2 separate regions of the Mus musculus genome follow, and region 2 is linked to region 1. The links are chromatin contacts, called in public HiChIP or PLAC-seq maps. All regions are on one chromosome and are shown on one strand. Each heading gives the region's core, a stretch centred on a gene start, on an enhancer-like site or on the middle of the called end of the contact. The rest is flanking DNA. Distances are from core to core; before and after follow the strand shown.

The links. HiChIP or PLAC-seq counts read pairs in DNA pulled down with a chosen protein or histone mark.
Region 2: an H3K27ac HiChIP or PLAC-seq map of microglia shows a contact between it and region 1, with 6 times the contacts expected there. The contact joins the enhancer-like site here to the promoter of Orai1 in region 1. A contact is called at or near these places in 9 of 39 promoter capture datasets (the C10 cell line, HPC-7-derived erythroid cells, cranial neural crest and 5 more), 8 of 15 datasets of contacts at CTCF or cohesin (CD8 T cells, the G1E-ER4 cell line, the NIH/3T3 cell line and 4 more), 140 of 484 Hi-C or Micro-C datasets (8-cell embryo, the AML12 cell line, B cells and 76 more), 48 of 115 datasets of contacts at active chromatin or transcription factors (the 230-238 cell line, CD8 T cells, DN3 thymocytes and 31 more) and 6 of 9 other capture datasets (adipose tissue, embryonic stem cells, embryonic tail and 3 more).

Annotation. Positions count from the first base shown.
Region 1 is chr5:123,010,907-123,017,578 of GRCm38.p6, reverse strand. Orai1 (ORAI calcium release-activated calcium modulator 1) reads right to left here and starts at 2,505. Exons shown (of 2, transcript NM_175423.3): 1 at 2,013-2,505. The coding sequence starts at 2,321. It overlaps Gm2479 (a long non-coding RNA gene), which reads left to right and starts at 2,552. Exons shown (of 3, transcript XR_387710.4): 1 at 2,552-2,852; 2 at 5,571-5,776.
Region 2 is chr5:122,960,629-122,968,107 of GRCm38.p6, reverse strand. It overlaps Kdm2b (lysine (K)-specific demethylase 2B), which reads left to right. Exons shown (of 23, transcript NM_001003953.2): 5 at 6,520-6,698; 6 at 6,989-7,095. Among named protein-coding and RNA genes, the nearest start is that of Gm33118, 23 kb to the right of the region's middle. Within about 2 kb of position 2,382, at least 18 of the 459 cell types and tissues checked have an H3K27ac peak or open chromatin away from gene starts, as enhancers often do. A contact at or near this core is called in bone marrow-derived dendritic cells, bone marrow-derived macrophages, cerebellum and 2 more, where this site is marked.

The DNA of each region.
Region 1 (6,672 bases), core at 1,256-3,755:
GTGTCGGCAGTGGGGGCAGAGCATCAGGAGACCTCAGACAATGAATCCAGAGTTCTTAGAAGTCCAGCTTCATAGCAGAGTGCTTAGTTGAAACTGTGGCTCAGAAGGGAGGCAGTCCTGGACCTCAACCCTTCGTAAGTCTGCACAATTTAAAGGATGGCATCCTGGAGTTGAGGAGCCTACTCTACCCAGGCTGTGCAAACAAGATTCCCAGGACAGACAGTGTGGATGCACCCATGCCCATCCACCGGTTTTAGCTACCCCAGCCTTCTAACCTCCTCCATGTTTTTAGTGGAGGCTTGACCTTCTGCAGAGGAGAACGAGAAAAGGAGAGGGTAGGAAAGGACCCCCTATCTGACCCTCACCTCTCCTGGGGTCTAAGAAGTTACAATTTACAAGCCATAAACACGTGATACCCCCTCCCCTAAAGTGTAAAACTTTCTCTTTAACTTCCAAAGAAACATTGTGTGGCTTTGTTTCTCATTCCCTTTGGCTTGGAGCTACCTGGCCCTGGCTGGAAACTGCCCATAGCACTGTGGTATGTCTTAAGTAAGACCTAGACACTGGCTGACCCAGGTTCAAGTCCTGTTTACCAGACTAGCTGTGTAGAACAGACAGGTCTTGAAGTCATGGGCAATCCTCCTGCCTCTGCCTCCTGAGTACTATAATTATAAGCCAACTCACTTTCACCTCTTTAAAGGGCTCCTCCTCCAACATCATTTTTTAAAGTCGGTTTTAAGGTTTTTTTTTTTAATCTGCCATTTAAGAAATCAAGATCTGGGGAGAGGGAGAGAGGTAGAGAGGGAGAGAGAGAGAGAGAGAGAGAGAGAGGGAGAGAGAGAGAGAGAGAGAGAGAGATTGATTTGCCTGAGGTCATACAGGCAAGCAGCAAGTGGCAGAGCTGGGAAGGGTAATTTATATCACACCTCCTGGCCTTTCCTCTCTGGCCTAGTGCACTGTGGGCTTCTAAAGCATCCGGGCTCACAACTGTGTTGATCCACTTGTTTGCAGGCGACAGGGAGAGACCCAGACAACACTCCCTTCCCAAGAAAACCAAGGGTGCCAACCACTCCCTTCCTCAAGGCCAAAGGCTTAGCTAATTCACGGGGGGGGGGGGGGGGGGGGGGGAGGCGGCCGTGATGGTGAAGGGGGGGGGCGGCAGACCCCACTGATGTAGGTTGATGTCATCGAAAGATAATAACAGCTCCAGGCAAACTCCAAGACAGGCAAGCCTGAAGGTATTCCTAGAGTTAAGGTCTGGTGCCTAACCTGCAGCCTCCAGGGGCGCCTCCTGCAGAGGCTTCGTACCACCTTCTTGGGACTTGAGGGGAGGAAAATATGCCTACCTCTTCATCAAGCAAGAGCCCTTTCAAGGGGAACATGTCCCACCCTCCTCCCCCACACCCAGTGACTCAGAGGCAAGTTTCTAGAGAAGAAAATGAGGGTGGGGAGTGGCACTCAACCCCTAGGCTGAGGCTCTTGGAAAATGCGGTGGGGTGGGGAGTGTAAAAGGGAGTAAGAGTTAGTGGAGTATGGGGAGGTGGAACGTATTGGGAAATCCCCTCCAATATTTGATAAAGTCTTGTTAATACCTTCCGGCCTTAGGTGTGCGAGAAGGCGCGGCCACAATGTAGCTCATCTTCATCTCCTGACACCTGTCCTCAGTGGGCTGGACCTTTTGCATCCTTCTTGTCCCCCTGATTACATGCAGGGCAGACTTCTTACATAGCAACTTCATGAAAGCAACATTCTTTGTAACCCTAACCTCTTTGCCGCGACAAGGTGCCCGTCTAAAAACACCTGCGCGTGGGTATCTCTATCTCTGGTCGTCCACCTCGCCCTCACAGCTCAGCAGCCTCTGGCTCCCCTCCGGCGCCTAGGACAGCTTTCCCCAGCTCTTCCCCTCACCCCAGGCACGCCCAGCCCGCTCCCAACTGTGGGCCCCGTCGGGGCTGCGGGCGGGAGCGGCCGAAGCAGGAAGAGGGGAGGAGGGCAGGGAGGCCCGAGCTCACCATGGCGAAGCCGGAGAGCAGAGCCGAGGTCCGGCTGGAAGCTTTGAGCTTGGCGCGGCTTAAGTAGAGCTTGCGCCAGGACAGCGCCTGCATCGAGTGCTCGTTGAGGCTCATCACCTCGGAGTAACTCTGGCCGATCCAGTCCGGGTAGCTGACGGCGGGTGGCGGCGGCGGCAGCGGTGGGGCCCCCGAGGGCTCCCCGTCCCCGCTGCGGCGGCGGCTCCGGCGGCTGCCGCTAGTGCTGCTGCCGCCGCTCACGGGAAGCTCCGGATTGCTGTGACTCGGGGGCGGGGCAGGCTCCGGATGCATGGAGTACGCTGCGAAGGCGCGGCTGGCGGCGAGCGCCTGAGAAGGCTGCGGCCCCGGGGCCGGGCCGGGCCGCGCCGCACCTCCGCCGGCCTCCCACTCGAGCCGGTCTCCCGCAGCCGGACGCACCGGATCCGAAGGCCGAGGCACTGGCTGCAGAACCGCTCCGCAAGTTCCAAGCGGCCGCGACCGGAGCCTGCGTGCCGACCGGCGTCCGGTCCCAAGCCGGCACCTCCGCGAGCTCCACGATTGGCCGGCGACCCGAGGTTATTTGCATACGCCACACCCACGAACACACCCCGCCCACAAGGCGGTGGGCGGTGTCCGTGCGAGTGACGTACCCCGCACCGCCTCCGACGGCTCCGCCCCCAGCCCCTGGCTCGCCTTCCTGGAAGCGCCCCACGCTGTCAGGCCTCGCTTCTCTTTGCAGCTGCTCCTGTGGCTTTGCTCCCGGAGCTCTTGACTTAGGCCATCCGAGGTCACCTCTGGGCGCCTCCTGAGGCCTATTTCCTCCTTGGAACAAGGTGGCAAAAGGTCTGTTGGAAAAAAGAGCAAGCGGAGGGCTACTAGAGTTCAGTGAGCGGTTATTGAGCGTCTATTGGGTGCCAACACGGTCCCAGGCACCGAGGGCAGGGTGTAGGCTTGTGATTGAGACGGACAAAGTCGATCCCGAAGATGTTATGCGTGCCTGGAGTCCCAGCATAGAGGAGACTGGAAAACAATGAGTTTGAAGGAGGAGTGAGCCCTTGCCTCGAAACACAAGAGGGACAAAATTCCCTGCACCCTTGCAGCCAACACTCTTGTAGAAAAGACACACAAACATCGAGTCAATTATAGTTCAGGAGACTGTAAATGTGTACAGAAAAAAAAAAGATAAAAAAAGGTGGATAGTAACAGGGTTTTTATTTTAATTTTAGAATGCTAGCCCCCGTTTGTATTTATTTATTTTTGAGACTACATAGCTCTGCCTGGTTTGAAACTTGTTATATAGACCAGGCTGGCTTCGAACTCACAAAGAGCCATCTGCCCAAGCCTCTGGACTACTGCCATTAGCATGTGCCTGCCATTAGCCTGTGCCTGCCATTCCCAGACCCCTCCGTAGCGTTTTCTATTCTGCAGGAGGCAGACTAAAAAGGTTCACACCTTGGGAGTCTCATCTGAGCTGAGACCTGGGCCAGCAAGATAGGCGCCAGGACCTAAGGGAAGAGGAAAATAGGGAGGTTCAGGGTGGGGCTCAGGAGATACCGGTAAGGTAGGGAGGGCACTGGGCTAAGGAACTTTAGGACACGTTAAGAGCAGTCTCACCGCTTTAACCCCCAGCCTTCAGAATGTTTCTTGGCACATACTCCACATTGAAGAAATGCTTGTTGACTGAATACATGTGGGAAAAACAAGAACAAATGATAAATTTAGATCCCAGTCAAATAAATCCTAAGCATGTGGTGTGGCACTCCAGGTCTAACAGTGTGAGAGTTAAACTCTTGTACAACCGCTAGAGGGCAGCCCTTCACTCAACCACATGGCACAAAAGAGAGGCCTCCTGTGGAGTTTCTGAGATTCCCCTAGCTGCTGCCTTCCCAGGTTTACAAAGATTGAGAACTTGGGGCTGGCATGGTGGCACAAGCCTTTAATCCCAGCGCTTGGGAGACAGAGGCAGGGCAAGAGGATCTCTGAGTTCTAGGCCAGCTACATAAAAGACTTTGTCTCCCTGGGCAGTGGTAGCGCATGCCTTTAATCCCAGTACTTGGGAGGCAGAGGCAGAGGCAGGTAGATTTCTGAGTTCGAGGCCAGCCTGGTCTACAGAGTGAGTTCCAGGACAGCCAGGGCTATACAAAGAAACCCTGTCTCGAAAAACAAAACAAAACCAAAACAAACAAACAAACAAACAAAAATGTCTCCAGAACATAAAATGACAACGAAAAGATTGAGCCCTTGGAATTTGAAATCTCACCCCATTAGGTTTGTTTCCTACATGGGCTTTGTGCTTATTATTCCTGATTATCATTTACACCTGTGCTCAACTATCCTAAAGACCTTTCCTTTTGCCTACATAGCCCCACGTATGGTCTTGTCTGGTCACCCTGATATCTTCCCTTGCATAGCTCTGATTGTAATAGCATCTGTGTTAGGTTTTTGGGTTTTTGTTGTTGTTGTTGTTGTTGTTGTTGTTTGTCAGCTTGACATGAACTAGAGCCATTGGAGAGGAGGGAAGCTCAATGGAGAATGTGTACCCCTCAAACTGGCCTGTATGCAAATCTGGAGGTCATTTTCTTGATGAATGATTGATTCACGGATGGCCCAGCCCACTGTGAGTGGTGCTGCCCCCTGGACAGGTGGGTAAAATCCTGAGTTCTATAAGAAGGGCAGGCTGAGGCAGCCAGTAAGCATCGTTCCTCCCTGATCCCTGCTTCGGTTCCTGCCCTGATAGAGTGTGACCTGGGAACACGTAAGCCAAATAAGCCCTTTCCTTCCCAAGTTGCCTTCGGTCTTGGCCTTTATCGCAGCAATGCTAGGTCGGCATCTGAAGTTGTCTAGCCAATTAATGTATTGATCTGAGCCCCACCCTTTAGAGTTTGTGTAGGACCAGGTTTAGTCAATACAGTAACTGACATCCTTGGTTCATGGAAACCAAGAGAGAGAGGGCGTGAGGTCTGGAGGTTAAGAGTCTGGAAGACAGCCGGGTGTGGTAGCACACGCCTTTAATCCCAGCACTTGGGAGGCAGAAGCAGGAGGATTTCTGAGTTCGAGGCCAGCCTGGTCTACAAAGTGAGTTCCAGGACAGCCAGGGGAACACAGAGAAACCCTGTCTCAAAAAACAAAAAACAAAGCAAAACAAAACAAAGAGTCTGAAAGACAGAGGTCTACTGATGTAGAGCAATGAAGAGATCTAGCAGTGGTGTGGCAAAAAAACAAAACAAAACAAAACAAAACAACAACAAAAAAAAAAAACACCTGAGGCCTTAGCAACGGGGATGGTTTCCTCATTGCAACATTGTAACCCCTTCCCTTCTTATCAATCTTACTTTGCCGCAGCCCATTAGTATAGAAGAGAAAACTACACAAAAAGCTCAGCATGTAGTTCTTCAGCATGTAGTTCTGGGTTCAATCCTTGCACCAAAAAGCAAAGCAAATAAAAAAATAATAATAATAAAAATAAAGATATCCAGATCTAGAGTGGAGGGGAGGCTCTAAGCTCGGCCCCTGACTTGGGAGGGTTGAAGGACCCACAGTAACCTTTGTCTTTCTTACTAGATTCAGCTGGGACCATGAGGAGCAGCAAAGCCATCAATAGAGGTACTTCAGCAGGCGGAAACTCTGAGGCTCCGGTAAGAAAGAAGAAGCCGCTTGCTAAGAAACGAAACTGGCACTGGTACGGGTGGCCAACAAGGGTTAGACTCCAGGCTTCAGATTCCACGTCAGCTTCAAACAACCCTGTGGCTCCCTCAAGTCGTCCGAAGGTATGCTATCAACCTCTGGGGTTGCTCTCAAAAAACAAAAAAAACAAAAAAAAAAAAAACAAAAAAAAAACCAAAAAACAAAACAAAAAACAAAATAAAAAACAAAACAAAACAAAAAAATAGCCCAAAACAACTTTTCTTTCCCAAACAGTTCGTGCTTGAGAGTGTAGAGACTCTGCTGAAAAGACAATGGTCTTGATCTATCAGGACTAATGGCCATAGCCTGAGGGCTGACCAGAGACTGCTGCCATAGGTCGCATAGGAGATAGCAGCATCCTTATTCTGTCAGGAGAGAAAAGTTAGCAGCAGTGTAGTACTTCCCAATGACAGGCCCTGTCCTACATCCTTGTACTAACACCTATAGTCATGTAAACTCTAGTGTGTATTATCTCATTGTATATTAAGTGTTATATTAAACTCCTTACAGACTCATAATATTAAATCACCATTTTACAGACGAGAAGAAAGGAGGCTGTTAGGAAGCAGTAGTATCTCATTTAGGATTCATTTATTTTTAGTAGGATAGATTTTGATTTTTTTTTTTTTTTTAAACTTTATTGGTCCAGCGTCTGGGGCATCACCATCACTCTGCTTGATCCTCATATTCTAGATCAGATGAGTCAGGATATATATATATATATTTTTTTTTTAATTACCATTAAAAAGTTATGAAAAGCCATGAGGGGGTGTTAGGGAGTTGGCTCCGTGGTTAAGAGCACTCGCTGCTCTGGCAGAGTTTCGGGGTTTGTTTCCCAGCACCCACATGCTGGCTCACAACTGGCTGTTAAGTGCGGTTTCAGGGATCCAACACCCCCTTCTGGCCTCCAGAGGTACTGCATGCGCATGGTGAACATATGTGTAGGTAAAACATTCATACACATTAAATAAAAATATAT
Region 2 (7,479 bases), core at 1,133-3,632, 49 kb after region 1:
CTTTGCTCGTTTGTAAAGCAGTCAGTCCTTCTTTTCATGGCTGTGAGTACCAGACCCCGAATCCAAGAGATATAAGAACTCTTGAGTTCTTCTGTGTGTTTGAGGAGTTCATTTTTTCTAACTCGGTTTCTTCTATGTGAGAGATCCCCCCTCCCTTTCACCATTATTGGGCCATTGGCCTGTTACAGGGCAGTTCTGCGCCCACCCAGGCACAGCTTGGCACGTTGAAAGTGATGAGCTGTTAACTTGAGTGGCACTCGGGTCCATCCAGAGCCCTGTTGGTGCAGGGGTCAGCAGACTTTACTCGGAAAGAACCGGAGAGCAAACATTTGATGCTTTGAGAGCGGGATTTGCTCTCGGTTGCAGATGCTCAGCTCTGCCACCATAGCTTGTGTGCGATTCAGAACCGCTGCCTGCTGCTTGGTGCCGAGCATGCTTCTGTGTGAATGTGGGAACTCAAGTTTCAATCGTGTTCACAATTGAGAGATGCTCTTTTATGTCTACCTCTGTATTTGGGAATGTAAATAGCGCTCCTCCAGGGATGGCGCTTATGGGCACTCAGAATGCTCAGTCGTTCAACATACGATCATTGCATGGTTTCCTGCAACACAAACGTCAAACAAAACGAGGGTGTCCCAAACCCCTGTAAAAGGATTGTTTACGTTTATACCCAGAACGTCAGGAAAACGCTGAAATCTGCAAGTGGTGCGCATGTGAAGGTAGGCTTTGAGCAGTTTGTGCTTTGAGACCTGAAGTCCCTATGAAGTTGTCCAAGCCAAAATACATGTGTGCTAGATGTGTCTGTGACAGGATCAAGTGTGCTTTCATTATTGCGGAACAGAAAATCCATCTGAAAGTGTTGAAGGCACACACAGCAACAGAAAGCAAGAGAAATATGAAGCTTTTATTCCACCCCAGAGACAGGGTTTCTCTGTGTAGCCCTGGCTGTCCTGGAACTCACTCTGTAGACCAGGCTGGCCTCGAACTCAGATCTGTCTCCCTCTGCCTCCTGAGTGCTGGGTGTAGCTGGCAATATGAAACTTTTTAATTAAAATAATAAAAAAATCAAGTCTTAGCCAAAAGGCAGAGACAGGTGAGTCTCTGTGAATTCAAAAGCAGTCAGAGCCACATGATGAGACCCTGGCTAAGAGAAGAGAAGAGAGGAGAGGAGGGGGAGGGAAGAGGGGAGGGAAGAGGGGAGGGGGAGGGAAGAGGGGAGGGAAGAGGGGAGGGAAGAGGAGGGGAGGGGAGGAGAGGGAGAGGGAGAGGGAGAGGGAGAGGGGAAAGTCAAAGGTTAATAATTAAAGAGCTGGGTATGGTTATGCACACCAGCATTTGATTTTTTCAAGACAGGGTCTCACTGTGTGGCTCTGGATGGCCTCGAACTCACTGAGATTTACCTGCCTCTGTGCTGGGATTAAAGATGTGTGCAACCACACCTGGCCTCATCATTTTGAGGCCAGCCTGGTCTTCATAGTAAGTTCTGGGGCTAGATAGGGATCTCTCTCTCTCTCTTTCTCTTTCTTTCTCTCTTTTTCTTTCTCTCTCTCTCAAGACGATCCTCTTCTTAAAAAGGAATAAACAAAGTCCAGAAAGCTGCAGAAGCAGGCATGGTGGGGTGCCTGTGTCACCCCAGGATCTAGGAGAGTAACGCAGGAAGTCTTGAGTTCAAGATCATGATCATTCTGGTCTATAAAGCAAGACCTATCTTTTAAAAAGGAAATGAGGGGCTGGTGAGATGGCTCAGTGGTTAAGAGCACTGACTGCTCTTCCGAAGGTCCTGAGTTCAAATCCCAGCAACCATATGATGGTTCACAAACATTCGTAATGAGATCTGATGCCCCCTCCTGGTGTGTCCGAAGACAGCTTCAGTGTACTTAAATGAAAATAATAAACAAGCCGGGCGTGGTGGCACACACCTTTAATCCCAGCACTTAGGAGACAGAGGCAGGTGATTTCTGAGTTGGAGGCTAGCCTGGTCTACAACACCCCAGGACAGCCAGGGCTACACAGAGAAACCCTGTCTTGAAAACAACCACAAAAACCAAAAAAAACCAAAGAAAGGAAAAAAATTGGTTTCTGGCTGTGACCTCAGCATTTGGGAGATGGAGACAGGAAGATGGAGTTCTCCTGAGTTACATTGTTGAGTTTACACTGAGCTACAGGAGATACTGCCTCAAAAAACCACAAACAACCCAACAGACAAGTAGGCAGTGTGCTAGGTGAGCCATTGGCTCAGAGGCTCTTCTGGGCTAACCTAGCTGAGTGAGGCTGTAACCTTTAGGGTTATGATGAATACATTGGTTTAACTCTGGTTTTTGTAGAGTATGTCAAAGTCTCCATCTACTGCGTATTTGCCACGGAGATAATGAGGAACTCGGGTCTTTTCAGACCAGATGGCGGGTTCATGTTCATCGCGAGTGTAGCACGCAGAAGATGCCAGCTTCCTTAATAAGTCACCAAGAACTTGGCAGTCTCCATCGTGTCTGTTTTCTCCCCCCTTGAAGGCTCTGTCACTTCCTCCTCCCTGGCAGACGTTCTAGAGACACACATTTTCCCATTTCACAGAGGAGTAAAGAAAGACCAAAGGTTTGCTTTTGGCAGGGGAATCCAAGACACACCGGGAGGCCTTCTGTCCCAGTCCAGAGCGGGCTCCTTTTTTCTCTGGGGTGTTGTGAGAGGCGCAGAGTCCATTGCTGAGGCGGAAGGCTGGACTTTGCTGAGCAGGGCGCACTTGCTCTTTTCTGTTGGGCCGACATTCACAGGTGGCTTGGCGTTCCACCTCATATTTGATACTTGTTCATTCCGTAGCTGTTGTGTGTGTGTGTGTGTGTGTGTGTGTGTGTGTGTGTGTGTGTACACACCAGGCCCCTTTGTCCAGATTCGTGTTATGGAATAGTGAGAGCAAGACAGCAAGGTGTCGTGTGTAGTTTTAAATGTTCGTTTTCCGCCTTAGTCTGAGAGCTGGGACCTCGTTATCAGCCCCTCCCAGCTCCCTTTTGTCCCACCTTGCTTAGCTCTGGGATCACCTGTCCAGTATGTACTGAGGCTGCATCACCCCCAGGTGACCCTGAGTCATGTGACTTCCTCACACTCCAGAGCAGAAGTGTTGGCAGGATTGGGATTGAAGTTCAAAGAAACCAAGCTAATGCTGCCTCTCCAGGCTAGGGAGTGATCTCGAGCAGCCCTAACCAGGATTTCTTTTGAATCTGCAGATAAAAACCACACACTTAGCTTGTCACTTTATAGCTTGTCTTCCGTGGCACAATTGTTGGGCATAGATACCTCCCACCTGGAAATGTTTACCCTTATCAATTTATTGATAATTAGTCTCTCCCTCCACCCTAAACTTAGTGGCTTGCATCAACTAGTCCCCACCAACATCCTTGACCCCCTGGCATCCTTGACCCATCCATAGCAGAGGATACAGGCCATACCTGCCCCGAGACCTCACATAGCTGTTGCTTTCTTCTCGTTCCTAAGTATGACAGAAAAGCCCCTCTCTCTTTCCCAGTGTCTCCTTTTCCTCTTGGGACCCAGAAGTCCCACCTATACCTTCCCTCTACCAATTACTCCCTCCCACTCCCATGGCCTTCTTTATTGACAAGTCAAGAACCTATGGGGAATAAGACATTACGAACAGAACTTCCCCTTACAACAGGGTGCCTGTACCCCTGGTGCCTAAAAGGGGCATGGAAGAAGCACAAGAGAGCAGCACCATCCTTAGCAGTCCTGACCAGTGCTGGGGGTGATGTAGCCTCAGTACATTCTGGACAGGTGACCCTGAGTCATGTGACTTCCTCACACTCCAGAGCAGAAGTGTTGGCAGGATTGGGATTGAAGTTCAAAGAAACCAAGCTAATGCTGTCTCTCCAGGCTAGGGAATGAGATTATTTTTCCCCCTCCTTAGCTTTATTTTGAGAGAGGGTCCCACAATGTGGTCTAGACTTGGCTATAGCTCACTATGTAGCCCATGCTGGCCTTGAACCCATGGTGGTAATCCTCCTGCCTCACTCAGACTTCTGGGTTTTGGATATAGGTATACAGGGCCTTCATGGTTTCTGCAATGCTTGGGATGGAGACTGGCACATTGCAAGTGTTAGGCAAGCACTGTACCAATTGATCCAAATCCCTAGCCCCAGAAATGAGCCTTCGTGTACACGTGCAGCATGCGTGTGTGCATGATGTCTGCCTGTCTAGGCAGCGGACAGTCCTGGGTGTCTTTCCTTAGGAATCATCGATCCCATTTGTATAAGATGTGTTCCTCACTGATGTGACTTCACTGATATGACGCTCCTTGAGTGTAGGCTAAGCTGGCTGGCCAGAGAGCCTGGGAGATCCATTAGTCTCTGCCTCTCCTACACTGGGATCGCAAATGCACCCCATCACACATGGCTTTTTTCATGTGAGTTCTGGTGACTAAACTCCATGTTCTCATTCGTGGAAGGCAAGGGCTGTGCCCCAAGTAAGACTTTGATCTATTTATTTGGAAACCAGGGCTGGAGAGATGGCTCAGCAGGTAAGAGCACTGACTACTCTTCTGAAGGTCCTGAGTTCAAATCCCAGCAACCACATGGTGGCTCCCAACTACCCGTAAAGAGATCTGACCCTCTCTTCTGGTGTGTCTGAAGACAGCTACGGTGTACTTATTTATAATAATAAATAAATCTTTTTTAAAAGCCTTATTTAGGAATGAACACATTTTCTTTTAATTTTAAAAATTAATATTTTCCACCTATGAGTTTTGCCTGATAATGTGTATAATGTACCTGCATCAGAAGAGTGGGCATGAAATCTCGTGGAACTCGAGTTACAGGTGAACACTCACCACCATGTAGTGCTAGGGATCCAACCGAGATCTGAAAGAGTAAGTGCTCTTAACCATTGAGCCATCTCTCCTAAGCAAGAGAGCTTTCTTTCTTCTTTCTTTCTTTCTTTCTTTCTCTCTCTCTCTCTCTCTCTCTCTCTCTCTCTCTCTTTCTTTCTTTCTTTCTTTCTGAAATAGGACTGAGGTCACAACTATTCATTTGGCATCCCAAGTGAATGTTTGAAACTCTTGATTTTCAAGAGAGAGAAACACTCTTTTTTTTCTTTTAAAAAAAGATGTATTTATGTATATGAGTACACTGTTGCTGTCTTCAGACACACCAGAAAAGGGCATCGGATCCTATTGTAGATGGTTGTGAGCCACCATGTGGTTGCTGGGAATTGAACTCAGGACCTCTGGAAGAACAGTCAGTGCTCTTAACCACTGAGCCATCTCTTCATTCCACCCCCATGAACCCCTATCCCCAGGAGAAATACTCTTATGCTGTCAACAGAAAGGCCTTGCTTGTTATACTAAGGGCTTGGATGGTAGAAAGTGTGGAGCCACCCCAGGGGTTTTAAGTTGGGTCTCTGTTTGAGAAAATTTAGCCTGGCTTCATTGTCAGTGTGAGTACAAGGAGGTAGCCTGGAGATCTTGGGATGCCATTTTGGAGAGCAGTTACAGTAGACTGTAGTGATGGAGGAGGGAGACAGATGGTCAGGTTCGGGGATACTGAGATGGCACCATGTCGTAGCTAGGGTTACTGTTGCAATGATTAAAAACCACTGGGGGGCTGGTGAGATGGCTTAGCGGTTAAGAGCACTAACTGCTCTTCTGAAGGTCCTGAGTTCAAATCCCAGCAACCACATGTTGGCTCACCACCATCCGTAATGAGATCTGATGCCTTCTTCTGGTGTGTCTGAAGACAGCTACCGTGTGCTTAACATAATAATAAATAACCCTTTTCTTTAAAAAAATCACCAAAGTAACTGGGGGAGGAAAGGGTTTCTTATTACATTTACAGTTCTGTATAACAGTTCATCATCAAAGGCAGTGAGAGCAAGAACCTGGAGGCAGGAACTGATGCAGAGCCCATGGAGGAGGCTGCTTATTTGCTTCCCATGGCTTGCTCAGCCTGGCTCCTTACAGAACTCAGGATCACCACCCCAGGGATGGCCCCACCCACAATGGGCGGGGCTCTCCCACAGGACCATCAGCCCAGGGATGGCTCCACCCACAATGGGCCAGGCTCTCCCACATCAATCGCTAATTAAGAAAATGCTCTGTAGCAGTGGTTCTCAACCTTCGGTTTTCTATGACCATTAGAGAGCACAGATATTTACATTATGATTTGTAACAGTTAGGAAGTAGCAGTGGAAATAATTTTATGGTTGAGAGTCACCATAACATGAGGAACTGTATTAAAGCATAGTAACATTAGGAAGGTTGAGAACCGCTGTTCTAAAGGCTTGCCCTGTAGCTTGATCTTGCAAAGGCAGTTTTTCAGTTGAGGCTCTCTCCTCTGATGACTGCAGCTTGTGTCAAGGTGACATAACACTATCCAGCACACACAGTCACTGGCAGACTGGGAATAGAGGTGACGCGAGTTGGGAGCTCTGTAGGAGAAGCAGTTGTTGGTTGTGGGGTGCTCCCTCGTGGCGTCTGGAGTCCTTCGCTGGTGGTAGTAAACAGTGTGTATGTTCTATCCCCAGGGAGCCGCCGTTTGGTGGATGTCATGGACGTCAACACCCAGAAGGGTACCGAGATGAGCATGTCCCAGTTTGTGCGCTACTACGAGACACCAGAGGCACAGCGGGATAAACTGTACAACGTCATCAGCCTCGAGTTCAGCCATACGAAGCTGGAGCATCTGGTCAAGCGTCCCACTGTGGTAGGCTACTGCCTTTATGATGTCTTCGGTCCTTGCCTGCCAGCCAGCGACTTGCTTTCCGTGAGGCCTGCCTCTAAGCTGCTTGCTTCTAGAGATAGAGTGGTTGGGTGGGTGTGGCCGAGACTGATCCCTTAGGGTATGGTTGGGAAATGTAGGGCAGAGTTGGATCTGATGCCTGGAAGGGTGACGTGAGAGAGGCAGTCTAGCTGAAGGCATCCAGGGACTCCTCAGGCAGAGGAGTGGTTCTTTCTGGAGATGGCTCCGTGTGCTTATGACGGATTGGCTTTCAGGTGGACCTGGTCGACTGGGTGGACAACATGTGGCCTCAGCATCTAAAGGAAAAGCAGACAGAAGCCACCAATGCCCTTGCAGAGATGAAGTACCCCAAAGTGAAAAAGTAAGATGGCTTCTCTGGTAGTGGGACTGGGGGAGGGGTGGTCCTTGATGCAGGTCTCAGGGTTGCTTCAGAGATGAAGGATTGACACCCAGCTGGACTGCAGTAGTGACATGAGAGATGAGTCCCCTAGGTGTAGTAAACAAACTGCCATGTTATCTCCCAGGGATCTAGGCCTCTGCGTCCTGGGATGGGGCCAGGCCTTTCTTCCTGTTGGCCCCGGAGCCTGCACACTGCTTCTTTGGAGGTGGTGATCTGAGAGGCGTGGTGGGAACTGTCGCGGCGGCATCCATGTTTGTGCATGGGTACACATTTATCTGTTCTTTGAAACCTCCGTGTGACAGTGTTCCGGGAAGGACACTTTCAGAGGGACATGTCTATACATTA